Linked DNA regions of Capsicum annuum: region 2 is linked to region 1. Evidence: chromatin contacts called from public Hi-C data. All regions are on one chromosome and are shown on one strand. Each heading gives the region's core, a stretch centred on a gene start, on an enhancer-like site or on the middle of the called end of the contact. The rest is flanking DNA. Distances are from core to core; before and after follow the strand shown. Region 1 holds the start of LOC107878066 (zinc finger protein CONSTANS-LIKE 9). Region 2 overlaps LOC107878065.

Region 1 (5,511 bases), core at 1,674-4,173:
CGGAAAGTTAACTTGTAAGTATTGACTTGAGTATTAGTTATTTGTTGAATGCTGGAGGAAAAACTCACCATCTTTCAAAAAAAAAAAAGGCAAATATCCATCTCTTATTTGCTAAAATTGCTTTCTTTCTTGCTTTCATGAAGCCAATCTTAACAAACATCTCTTCTATTTTCGTAAATGAAAGATCCAGTGAATTAATTCAATTAGATGTCGCTTACCTATATGCGGTGCTTGTCCCTCGAAGCGAAGATAAAGAATAAAATATTGGAAATTCTAAATCTGGCTGCATTTTCCTCAAGTTGAACGACTATCGATCCCACCCCATGAGAAAAGGGTTGAACTCAAGATTGTATATTTTTCATGTTGTAATGATGGTTCTAGGTGCATTTTGAGGATAAATGTTGTTGATAGGCATGAAACAAAAGCTTCAACATCAATATGAACACCCTTCATAGTCTTCAGGCGATAACAATTTAATGCATAACGAAGGCACCATTGATCATTCTATATATATGGATTATGCTTCTAGTGATGAAGAGGAGCATAGTGATGGTGTTGAATTAACAGCATACTGGATCATAATCCTATCACAATTTCAATAATGAAATTGATTTTTATTGTGGGCAAACACTAAAAAGAACATATTTTTTTCATGATTTACTCTTAATATTAGTTGCTTATTTCTAGGGGTGGGCACAAAATACCAAAAACCGAATTACCGAACCGAACCAAAAAATTTGGTAATTGGTGTTCGGTAATTTGGTATTTGGGATGGTATTTGGTAGTAAAATTTTAAAATTATGGTATTTGGGTTCGAGATTGGAAAAAAATATTACTACCATTTGGTATTTTCCGAATATCCAATTATAGTTAAGTAACCCATAGGCCACATACCAAGTCCACACTCCAAAGGCCACATACTTGTGTGAATATTGCTCAAGCAAACTTGAAACTATTAAACATAGTCATAAAGTAGACTCTTAACTTTACATCCAGTTCGTTACATCCAGTTTATGTTCCATCCAGTTTAATGTAAATGTTATTCATGTTACGTCCAGTTCTTCCCTTCTTGGAGTTGGATCAAACTACAATAACATAGGTTTTAAGGGGTTTCATTAATTGAGCCACACGTATCAACGTGTAACAAGACCAAACAAAATTGTTTTTTTCTAGTGTAAAACTGTGTATTCAGAAGTGTAAAACTACCAAACAAAATTGAATTTTTCTCAAAATATGGTTGAAAATCACCACTATTATCACCAAATAGGATCACTATAAGCATGCCCAACTTTAACATGGTAATACCAAATTTCGTATCGAACCAAAATTTAATTTACCAATCACCGAATCGAAGTTTAATGGTATGATATTTGGTATCTACTTTCAATTACCAATTATCGAATTACCAAACCCGAATTATGAAAATACCAAACTGAATACCGAATGTCCACCCTTACTTATTTCCATATTATTTCTTCAAATATAAATTAAATATAATGTTAATATCTATTGTTTCTTGTTTATATATACCCTTTTCCTAGTTTGATTTTGAGGCAATGTTTTTACTTGATGCGAAGCCAGGTACAAGCCTTGAGACGGTGGGTTCTAAGCTCCATGAAACTTTAATTTTTAATACTTTATACATGATCATAATAACGAAATAAAATTACATTGCAAACAATTCAAATGAATTAAAGTGAAAATATATTTAAAACTATTTCATCTTAAAATGGTAATCAAAGTCATTAACTAATTAAAGAAATAATCAGAAGTGTTCATCTCAAAAAATTAGTTAAACTTTGTAAAAAGATTGACTAGAAAACTATAAAGTAGCTTGTAAAAAGAGGAACCCAAAGACGAAAACTAGTTGAAAATAAAAAAGAAGAAGGAACCTACAATAGGGGCATCGAACTAGAGAGAGTGTGACGGATCATGTATTTTGTTTAAATTTTGCACTTCATCATTAATTTTTTCATTTACCTAGTGAAAGACGAAGAGTAAGAATAAAACTACTTAGATTTTTAAGTTTTTTAACTTTTTAAAATTTAATAACAAGTTGAATTTTATATTTTTTATGTTAATTTAAATATTTATTTAGCAATTTTAATTTTAATTAGGAGACTTTTTATGGACTTATTCCCCAAAATAAAACTCGTCCAATGTCTAGGCATACCCTCAGACTGGCAGAACATACATCGCACGATACTTTTGCGCCTAGCCCCAACATCTCTCCAAAATATTTTTCTAATGCCTCACCCTGATTCTTGAGGGTCACCTCGGCGACTCGCCTTAGAAGTGCTTTTTAAAACACTATTTATTATTACTTCTTCCGTTCTATATTAGTTGATCATTTTACTAAAAATAGTTATCTCATATTAGTGTTTACCTTAATTTAAGAGAGCATTAATTAATTTTTTTGATATTATGCATGTAATTAATTTTTTTTTGAAATTATTCACACGTATTTATAATATTTTTAAAAATATTTCAAAATTTTGTTAATAAAATTATTTTTATTTATAATTTTTTAATATACATATAACTAACAAACATGGAACAATAGGAGCACTAAACTACGAGGGAGTAGCAAGTAGAATAATGGGGGATGAGAAACCAATATGAGTTGTGGTATAGTGGATGAGATTATTTCATTCTTAATTAGAGGTTGAGGGTTTAACCAAGGATATAGAAAAAATTGTTGAGAGCGCTGTCATCTTTATGAGCCCATAAGACATGATCCGTATTAGTCGAGACTCTAATACGGACATCATTCACCGGATGAAAAATAAAAAAAAGATGAGAAAGGGCCTAATATTTATTCAAGAAGTGATCGGGTCCCACATCACAGCCTCCCTAGTGGATCCCATCTCTCCTGCACTTTTTGACAGCTCACACTATATTTAATTATTATATCAGCAACTCCACAATTCTCACAGAAATACAAACTTCCAACACCAGAAAGAGAGAGAGAAACAGAAAGAGAGAGAGACAGTGGAGGACTAGAAAGGTCTACAAACTTTTTCATGTATTAGGGTTTATTGGAGGTGCAAAATAAAGGGATTTAGTTTCTTGTGTGCTGTGTAAATTCTTTTCCTGCCACCTCTACAGTTATTTTAGGTAAAAGGTAGTTGCTTTCTTGATTTCCTTTCATTTTCTTCTTTTTTTTGCTTAATTGCTTTGCTTTACCTTTGAAATGAAATGGGGTTGCTTTGTTTCTCTTCTTTTATCTCTTTCTTGATTGCTCCCTCAGAACATTAACTGTTCATCTGACAATTTTGCTTATCTTTACACTTGGATTATCGTTTTATTCCATTGTTTAGGATGATTTGTCAGGTTATCTATACTATTTTTCCAGGACTGTTTCTTATTTCTTTCTTTATACTATATACTGCTTCAACTGTTTTTAGATGAGCTGAGGTCTATCGAAAACAACTTGTCTACCTTAGACTTTAAGGTAGCGGTAAGGTCTGCATAGCTCTATCCTTCCCGGACCTTACTACGTGTCTAAATCTTTGCCTAAGCTATTCTCTAACTGATTTGATTCTGTTTTTCTTTTTTCTGTTGAATACCCCTCTTCCTTTTTTTAGCTTGCTGAAAATGTTCTACTGTTTGAAGAAGTTTTTAAATGAATCTAGAAGTTTTTGATTAATGCTTTCTTTTGTCCAGTTTCCAAACTATTTTGTAATGATGGAATTAGGATTATCTCAAAAAGAAAAAAAAGTAAAAATGATTTTGGTTGTAGATAATGATGCTTAAAATAGACCAATGTGGCTCTATGAAAAATTGTCAGATTTTTTTTTTCCGGATTCTTGATTCCCTATTTGTTTGGAGCACCTTTTTCCATTTCTGATTGGCATCTTTTATTCCATGCCTTTTTTTTTCAGTGCCACTGTGTGTACTAATCCAAAATAGATTTTGTTTTTTCTAAGATCTAAGGTTAGGTCTTGAAGTACTTGAGAAATTTTTCTTTTTTCTTTTTAGATAGATCAGGCATATCGAGATATGAAGAATAGACTTGTATTCTGTTTCAGTTTGCTTCTCTTTTTTGGTGTCACCTTTAATGATGCAGATTCCTTTTCCTTGTAACAGTTATTAGCACAAATTCGATTCTGTTTCGGGGAGAGCAATTTATATTGCTTAGAAGTTTTTAACTTTATCATAAAAGTTATAAGCTTCTAACAGAGACCTGAAGATTTGTACACTGTTTTTCATCTTAGAAATAACTAGGAGAAAAAGGTGATGGGTTACACATGTGAATTTTGCGGGGAGCAACGATCAATTGTCTATTGCCGGTCTGATGCAGCTTGCTTGTGTTTGTCCTGTGATCGAAATGTCCATTCTGCAAATGCCTTGTCACAGCGTCATTCCAGGACACTTGTATGTGAAAGATGTAATTCCCAACCAGCTATTTTCAGATGTGTGGAGGAGAGGGTCTCTCTATGCCAGAATTGTGATTGGATGGCTCATGCTAGTTCTAGTACAGGCTCAACACATAGGAGACAAGCACTTAGTTGTTATACAGGTTGTCCTTCCGCGGCAGAGCTCTCTACTATCTGGTCATTTCTTCTAGAGGACCCTTCAGTTGGTGATTCGACTTGTGAGCAGGGGATGGGTTCAATGAGCATCACTGATTGCCGACCTGGAGATAGCAAACATTCTCAAGTGAAGGACAAATCTCAAGACATGTCTTCTGCACTTGATGAAGTAAATGATTTGCATAATTTAGTCAAGTCTGCCCCTTTGGTGGGATCATCAATGCCTAATCTTGATAACGACCTACCCAATGTGGAACCGCCTGTTGGATCCACAAATTTAACTTGGTCTAAGGTAATCTAAGTTCTCAGACATGCATTTTGTTCACAAGTGAAGAAATTAGATGCATCGTGGAACATCCATTTCCAATTTTTGTTCACTGAAGTGTATTACTATCCTGTCCTTTGATGTATAGCACTGACTACCAATGAGTAAGTCAGTGTTCTTCGTACTCTTTTGCTGTTGGTGTTGAAGCTAAGGTCTTGCTCCTTGTTGTTCCTCAGGATGTACCAGCAGACTCAATTTTGCTTTTGCCAGTGCCATAAATCCCTTTTTGTCTTACTAAATAGGAAATTAGCGGAGTTCTAAGAGGTTTATATACCAAATCGTATAAATAAAATTTACTCCCTCTATCTCAATTTATGTGATGCACTTTCCTTTTTATGTACACTCAACCCTCCTTAGACCCCTCTTGTGGGGCTTCACTGGGTATTGTTGTTGTTGATTTTGTCGTTGTTGTACTTTCCTTTTTACCTTGTTCTAAGAAGAATCATTCCTTTATATATTGTGGTAAGAGTTTGACTTTAAACTTTCATTTTATCCTTAATGCGATGATTTGTTGCCACACAAATATCTGTAGCTTGTTTTAGACTATAAGTTTCAAAAGTATGTTTTTCTTTCTTAAATTCCGTTCCTAGTCAAACAACATCACGTAAAATGGGACGGAGGGTGTAGTATTTGATATTTTCATCTGTCTTG
Region 2 (5,511 bases), core at 974-3,473, 130 kb before region 1:
TATAAAATGTCCATTTAGTTGTCAAAACCAGAAAGAAAAAAGGGAACTAATGTTAAAAATAGTTTGATAAGTTGGTTGCTGCACATAGGTGATAAGACAAGCACAATGAAATCATTTAAGCTGGTTTTGGAAACCTATCTATCTGGTCTCGAATTTTCTTGTCTGCTCTTTCTATCCCAGTTAGAAAAATGGAGACCGTGGGTTGTTTGTGTGTCATTTTTTTGAAACAGAAGAGTTGATGTATGATCTGAACATAATAATGCTCCATTAGTTCCAGTCTTCTCTTCTTAGAGAAAAGCTTAAAACATTAGCTCATCACATTCCTTAGTCTGGCGGTTTTTAAACTGCTAGCTTATTTCTGACATAGGAAAGCCATATGGTCTGAACCATCAGTTATTAACAATATCGGATAAAGTGATGCATCTGAGGCACAGGCTACTGTGCTCTAAGCAGATAGGCGCACATACAATTAAATCAAGCAATTAAGTTGCATTAGTGTGACCACCTGTGGCAGGACAACTACATCACTTTACACCATACAAAATTTGTCTGAAGTTCTGCACATATATCATTTTATAACCTCAGTCCTCCTTACTGGTAATTTAGTCAGAACTGTTTTCTCTATTAGAAGTTTTTTTTAATCATCATATGGGTTGTGTTGATTGGTAGCGAATTCTGCTTTTCATTAATTCTTCATAAGATTATCTACCAACTTCTAATTGATATGTGACAAGATCTTCAATGTTTCTCACAATTTACTAACGTTCTGAGGATTTTATGACAGAGGGGTCTATCCTTCAGAAGTTGTTCCATCTCAGTTTGCAGCTCTAGCTGTTCCCGCGAAACATTCAGATGATCCACTACTTGATGAAATTAGAAATGCTGTCAAAAGCCTTAGAGATGGATACATGAGGATTATACGGCTATGTGATTGTATTTCGCAGGTGGTTCAAGCCTCGGGTGGATAACTTCAGCAGAAAGGACAATTAAACAACCTGGATGAATAGACTCTTGTTGGGGTTTCCACTGCATGGAACAGATACGAACTTCCCATTGTGTACTGCTATCGTTGCCAAATTGCACAGGCTCTCCATTGTCACAGATCCTCTACTGCTGCAACAATTGTGCGTCATATATCGAATGATGATGGTTGTATATAGGGTGAGATTGTAGCTGAATGTATAACTTGTTATCCGTCCATGCTGAAAAGTAATGTCTTTCGGAGCATTCTCCCAGGCCTGGTTTTCTTTTTTCTCCAAACCCTTCTTATTTTCTTGTTTTCCTTTTTGTGGACGAGGGGCATGGGGGTCTAAAATTTAGAACTAGAGTGATCAGTGTGTACTTTAATGAAATAGTAACACAATCTGTTAGGCTGGCTGCATTTTGTTCGTGTACACGTTCCCTAATGAAAGGGTGAAAACTCTGACGAGGAACTCTATAGTTTGCCTATTATTTTATCTGTATGGGTTTTCATACTTGATGCAAATGTATTTAAAAGTGTCGTAAGTATTTCGAAATGTGAATTTGACTAGGGATGGCAAGTACTAACTGTTCATTATTGCAGTTACTTTTCACAGGCTCGTTTGGTCATATATTCTGCTGGTTGTCGCTGTTCATTATTGCAGTTACTTTTCACAGGCTTGTTTGGTCATATATTCTGCTAATTGTCGTTTACCCTCCCTTATCTTTATCTTTTGGGCTAAACACATTGCTAGTTTTCTAAACTTGGCAAGAACTTTTACCTTGACATCTAAAGTGAATGCCGATCGTTTTCCCACTGTGTCATTTTGACACTTTTTACTGACTTGGCATATTATCTGTGCTGCACCTACCTTAAGTGCGTGACTAGCTATTTTATTTTGTAAAAAATATATATATATATATATATATATATATATATATTTGCTTCATCTTCTTCACTCTCCTCCATCTTTATGTATTAAATTCACAACTTGAAATAAATACTTGAAGAGGAAACAATTTTCAAGGTAAAATATTGAAATTCTTTATTCAAACAGCGTTCCATTACTTTAGACTGAAGAAATTGAAAGAAAATTAAAGATTCCATTAAAGCTAGTTTAAAGCTTCTTGTAAAAAACAATAATTCTAAAAATTAAATTTCGTTGCACTTGACTGGAAATTTGGTGGGCCTTTTTATGTGGTTGTGTTGCTAGATTCATTGCACGCAAAAACCTCAAAGACACTTTGTATCTTCACCATTGCCGGTGTTTGTGCCGCCATTGTCTGAAATTGCAATGGTGGCATCACTTTCAAACTCTAATTCAACGTGTTGTAGCTGAAATTAGTTGGAGCTCTTGTGTAGATGAGTTTGCCTGCTCCAAATGCCAATTTTGGCATTGAATTTGACGGGAGAAAGTTGCCGGAGCTTCGATGTGTTTTTTTTAACTCAAAATTCATTGTTTAATAATTATTTTTAGGCATAAATTAAATGACAAATGTTCTCATGGTGGTCAGAGGAGGTGGAGTTGGTCGAAGGAGTGGTTGGCGGTAAGCTACTTGTTTTCCTTTTAAAAAAAAATTAACTAAATAGTTTTAAAATAGATTTTTCTCGCCATATATTTTAATAATTATTTTTTGTATATATGCGACACGTTTTTATTTAATTTGCTACTTTGATATGTCATCGGCTAGTGTGTTACATGCACCTTATCTATTTAGCTAATTATCAAAAAAGTGTCAAAATGACACAGAACGATCTTACATGAGGTGTCTAGAATAAATAAGGCTTAGTGGAGGTGCTGAAATAAAAGTTTGTGTTAAGTTTAGAGGTGTGTTGATGTGTTTGACCTATCTTTTGATATATTCAATGGATTTATCATATTGACAATTATTTTGACCATTAACTTATTGTAATCTTTGTATTTTAATCTAGGTTAGTCACAGAAACTAAGTTTATATCATCAGTAAATGAAGAAATTATTCGGTTGTTTTAACGGATAGAATTTGTTCATTTGTGTTTGCGTATTGAACGTATTGAGAGTTCTTTCATCTATGTTTGTGAAAGTTTCAAAATCATGGAGAAAAAGAGTAAAATGCAACAAGTGTTCTATGAAGATGAAAAGAGAAAAGAAACTAATTTCATATTTTCAAAAATATCTCTTGAGCTACAACATAATAAATGCCTCTTATATAGTTGGGCAAGTCCACCGACTTAGTATCCAAATTGGGTTATTACAAAAATAAGTCAATTCATATAAAAATGCAAAGTACAGAAATAGAAGACAAAATCACTACTCACTACGTAACGCAAACAACCCCTCTTAAGTTGGAGGGTGGACACACACCCAACTTGCCAAGTTAAAGCTGGTGCTAAGAACTAATCAAGGACTTCGTAACTATGTCAGCTGGTTGGAAAGCAGTGCGCACATGAGACAGAGAAATAAGACCCTCAACCAACTTGGTGTGGATAAAATGACAATCAATCTCAATGTGTTTAGTATGAAAAAAGAAATTCATGGCGATGTGTATAACAGCCTGACTATCACAGAGAATAGGAATACCTCGATCAATAGTTAAACCAAAATCCAAGAGCAAACGAACCAGCCATGACAACTCAGCAAAAAGCTTGCTCATAGCCCTATTTCAACCTCCGCGGTTGCTTTTTGGATTTCCAACTGAGAAGGTTGCCCCTTAAAGAGACACAAAAATCAATAACGGAGCGATGAGAATCAGGACATGCAACCCAATCACTATAACAATAACCCACCAGAGAGAAATCAGGAGAGTTACTCAAATAGATCCCAACATCAGGAGTCCCTTTAAGTATCGCAAAACACGCAAGGCAGCATCCATATGAGGAACTCGAGGAGACTATAAAAATTGACTAAGGTGTTGTACGGTAAAACAGAGGTCAGTTCTAGTGTACGTAAGAAAATTAAACTTACCAATAAGACTTCTATATGAGTTTGGGTGAGGCACCGGAGAACCATCATCAGTCTGAAGTTTGACACTTAAATCCAAAGGAGATACCACAGACGTAACCTTAGAATAATGAAAATAAACAAGTAAATCAAAAATAAATTTCTTCTGATGCAACAAAACTCCAAACTGATGATAATGAACCTCAATACCCAAGAAATAATAGAGAAGCCCCAAATCCTTGATCTTAAACTGCTCATCCAAGAAAGTTTTTAAGGCGTTGATTACAGTCAAATCATTCCAGGTGAGGATGATATCATCCACATATACAGTAAAGAACACAGTGGAATAGGCTGATTTCTTGAAGAAGAGTGAATAATTATTTAAAGAATGGGTATAGCCTCTTGAACAAAGAGATTGGGATAACTTGGCATACCATTGTCGAGAGGCTTACCGAAGTCCATATAATGATTTTTGTAACTTGCAAATCAAAGGAGCAAATGAAAGCGAGGAGAAAGAAACAGAAAGACCTTAAGGGAGTTTCATGTACACTTCCTCATCCAAATCCCCATGAAGGAAAGTTTTATTGACATCCAATTGAAAAAGAGACCAATATATCTTAATAGCAAAAACAACGAGACACCAAATGGTACACATCTTCGATGGCAGCTGTTCGAGTGTAAGAGTGAGGCTCAACTACTGTAGAAGACAAGATAACAAAAATAAAAGTAGTAGAGGAGTTGGCTATGGAAGGAGGAAGTTGTACCACATAATCCTATAGATGAGAAGGAACCTGGTGGTGTCTAGAACTACTCCTAGGTGCAGGAGGGGAATAGAGAATAGACGAGGGAGGTGGAGATGATGACACAGAGGTGGAAAGAGTCTGTTGAAACAAGGGTGAAACACTAAAAGAGTCAGTAAAGGGCAGATCTGGAGCAGTAGAGATAAAAACATTAGGTATAAGACAAAGAGAAGAACAAAATGTCGAATTAGTAGGAGGAGATGAAGGAAGCGAACAAAGAAAAACAGACTCATGAAAAATGACATTCCGGGAGATGAAAATAGATTTGCTTTTCAAATTATAGAGTTTATATCTCTTTTGGCCAAAATGATACCCAACAAAAACACAAGGGACAACCCTTGGCTGAAATTTGTCTCGTTGACATTTAGACACTGATACATAACACAAATAACCAAAGGGTTTCAAGTGGTCATAACAAGGGACTGATCAATATAATAATTCAAAAGGTGTCTTATTGGAAAGAATTGAATAGGAAAATCTATTTATTAGGTAGGTGGCAGTTAATAACAATCTCCCCAAAAACTTTTAGGAGATTGGATTATAAAAGTAGAGCTCTTGAAGTTTCCAAGAGGTGTTTGTTTTTTCTCTCAACAACAACATTTTTGTTGAGGTGTATGAGGACAACTGTTTGGTGTATGATTCCATTATCTGAATAAAATTATTTTTCTAGACTAGACGAACCAAGCTCTAGGGCATTGTCACTTTTAATGATTTTGACTGGTATATTAAATTGAGTCTTAACCATAGAAATGAAAGCTTTAATCATGGAAAAAATACCACTTTTGGGATTTAACAAATATGTCCAAGTAGCCCGACTATAATCATCTACT

What was found. Hi-C and Micro-C count contacts between places; a contact is called where the count stands out from the background.
Region 2: a contact with region 1 is called in a Hi-C map of leaf, with 3 times the contacts expected there. The contact joins the enhancer-like site here to the promoter of LOC107878066 in region 1. A contact is called at or near these places in 3 of 5 Hi-C or Micro-C datasets (leaf, pericarp and placenta).

Annotation. Positions count from the first base shown.
Region 1 is chr7:175,264,742-175,270,252 of UCD10Xv1.1, reverse strand. It overlaps LOC107878066 (zinc finger protein CONSTANS-LIKE 9), which reads left to right and starts at 2,923. Exons shown (of 5, transcript XM_016724942.2): 1 at 2,923-3,117; 2 at 4,218-4,827. The coding sequence starts at 4,240.
Region 2 is chr7:175,391,088-175,396,598 of UCD10Xv1.1, reverse strand. It overlaps LOC107878065, which reads left to right. Exons shown (of 15, transcript XM_047393861.1): 15 at 785-1,574. The coding sequence ends at 968. Among protein-coding and RNA genes, the nearest start is that of LOC107878065, 19 kb to the left of the region's middle. Within about 2 kb of position 2,223, at least 4 of the 5 cell types and tissues checked have an H3K27ac peak or open chromatin away from gene starts, as enhancers often do. A contact at or near this core is called in leaf, where this site is marked.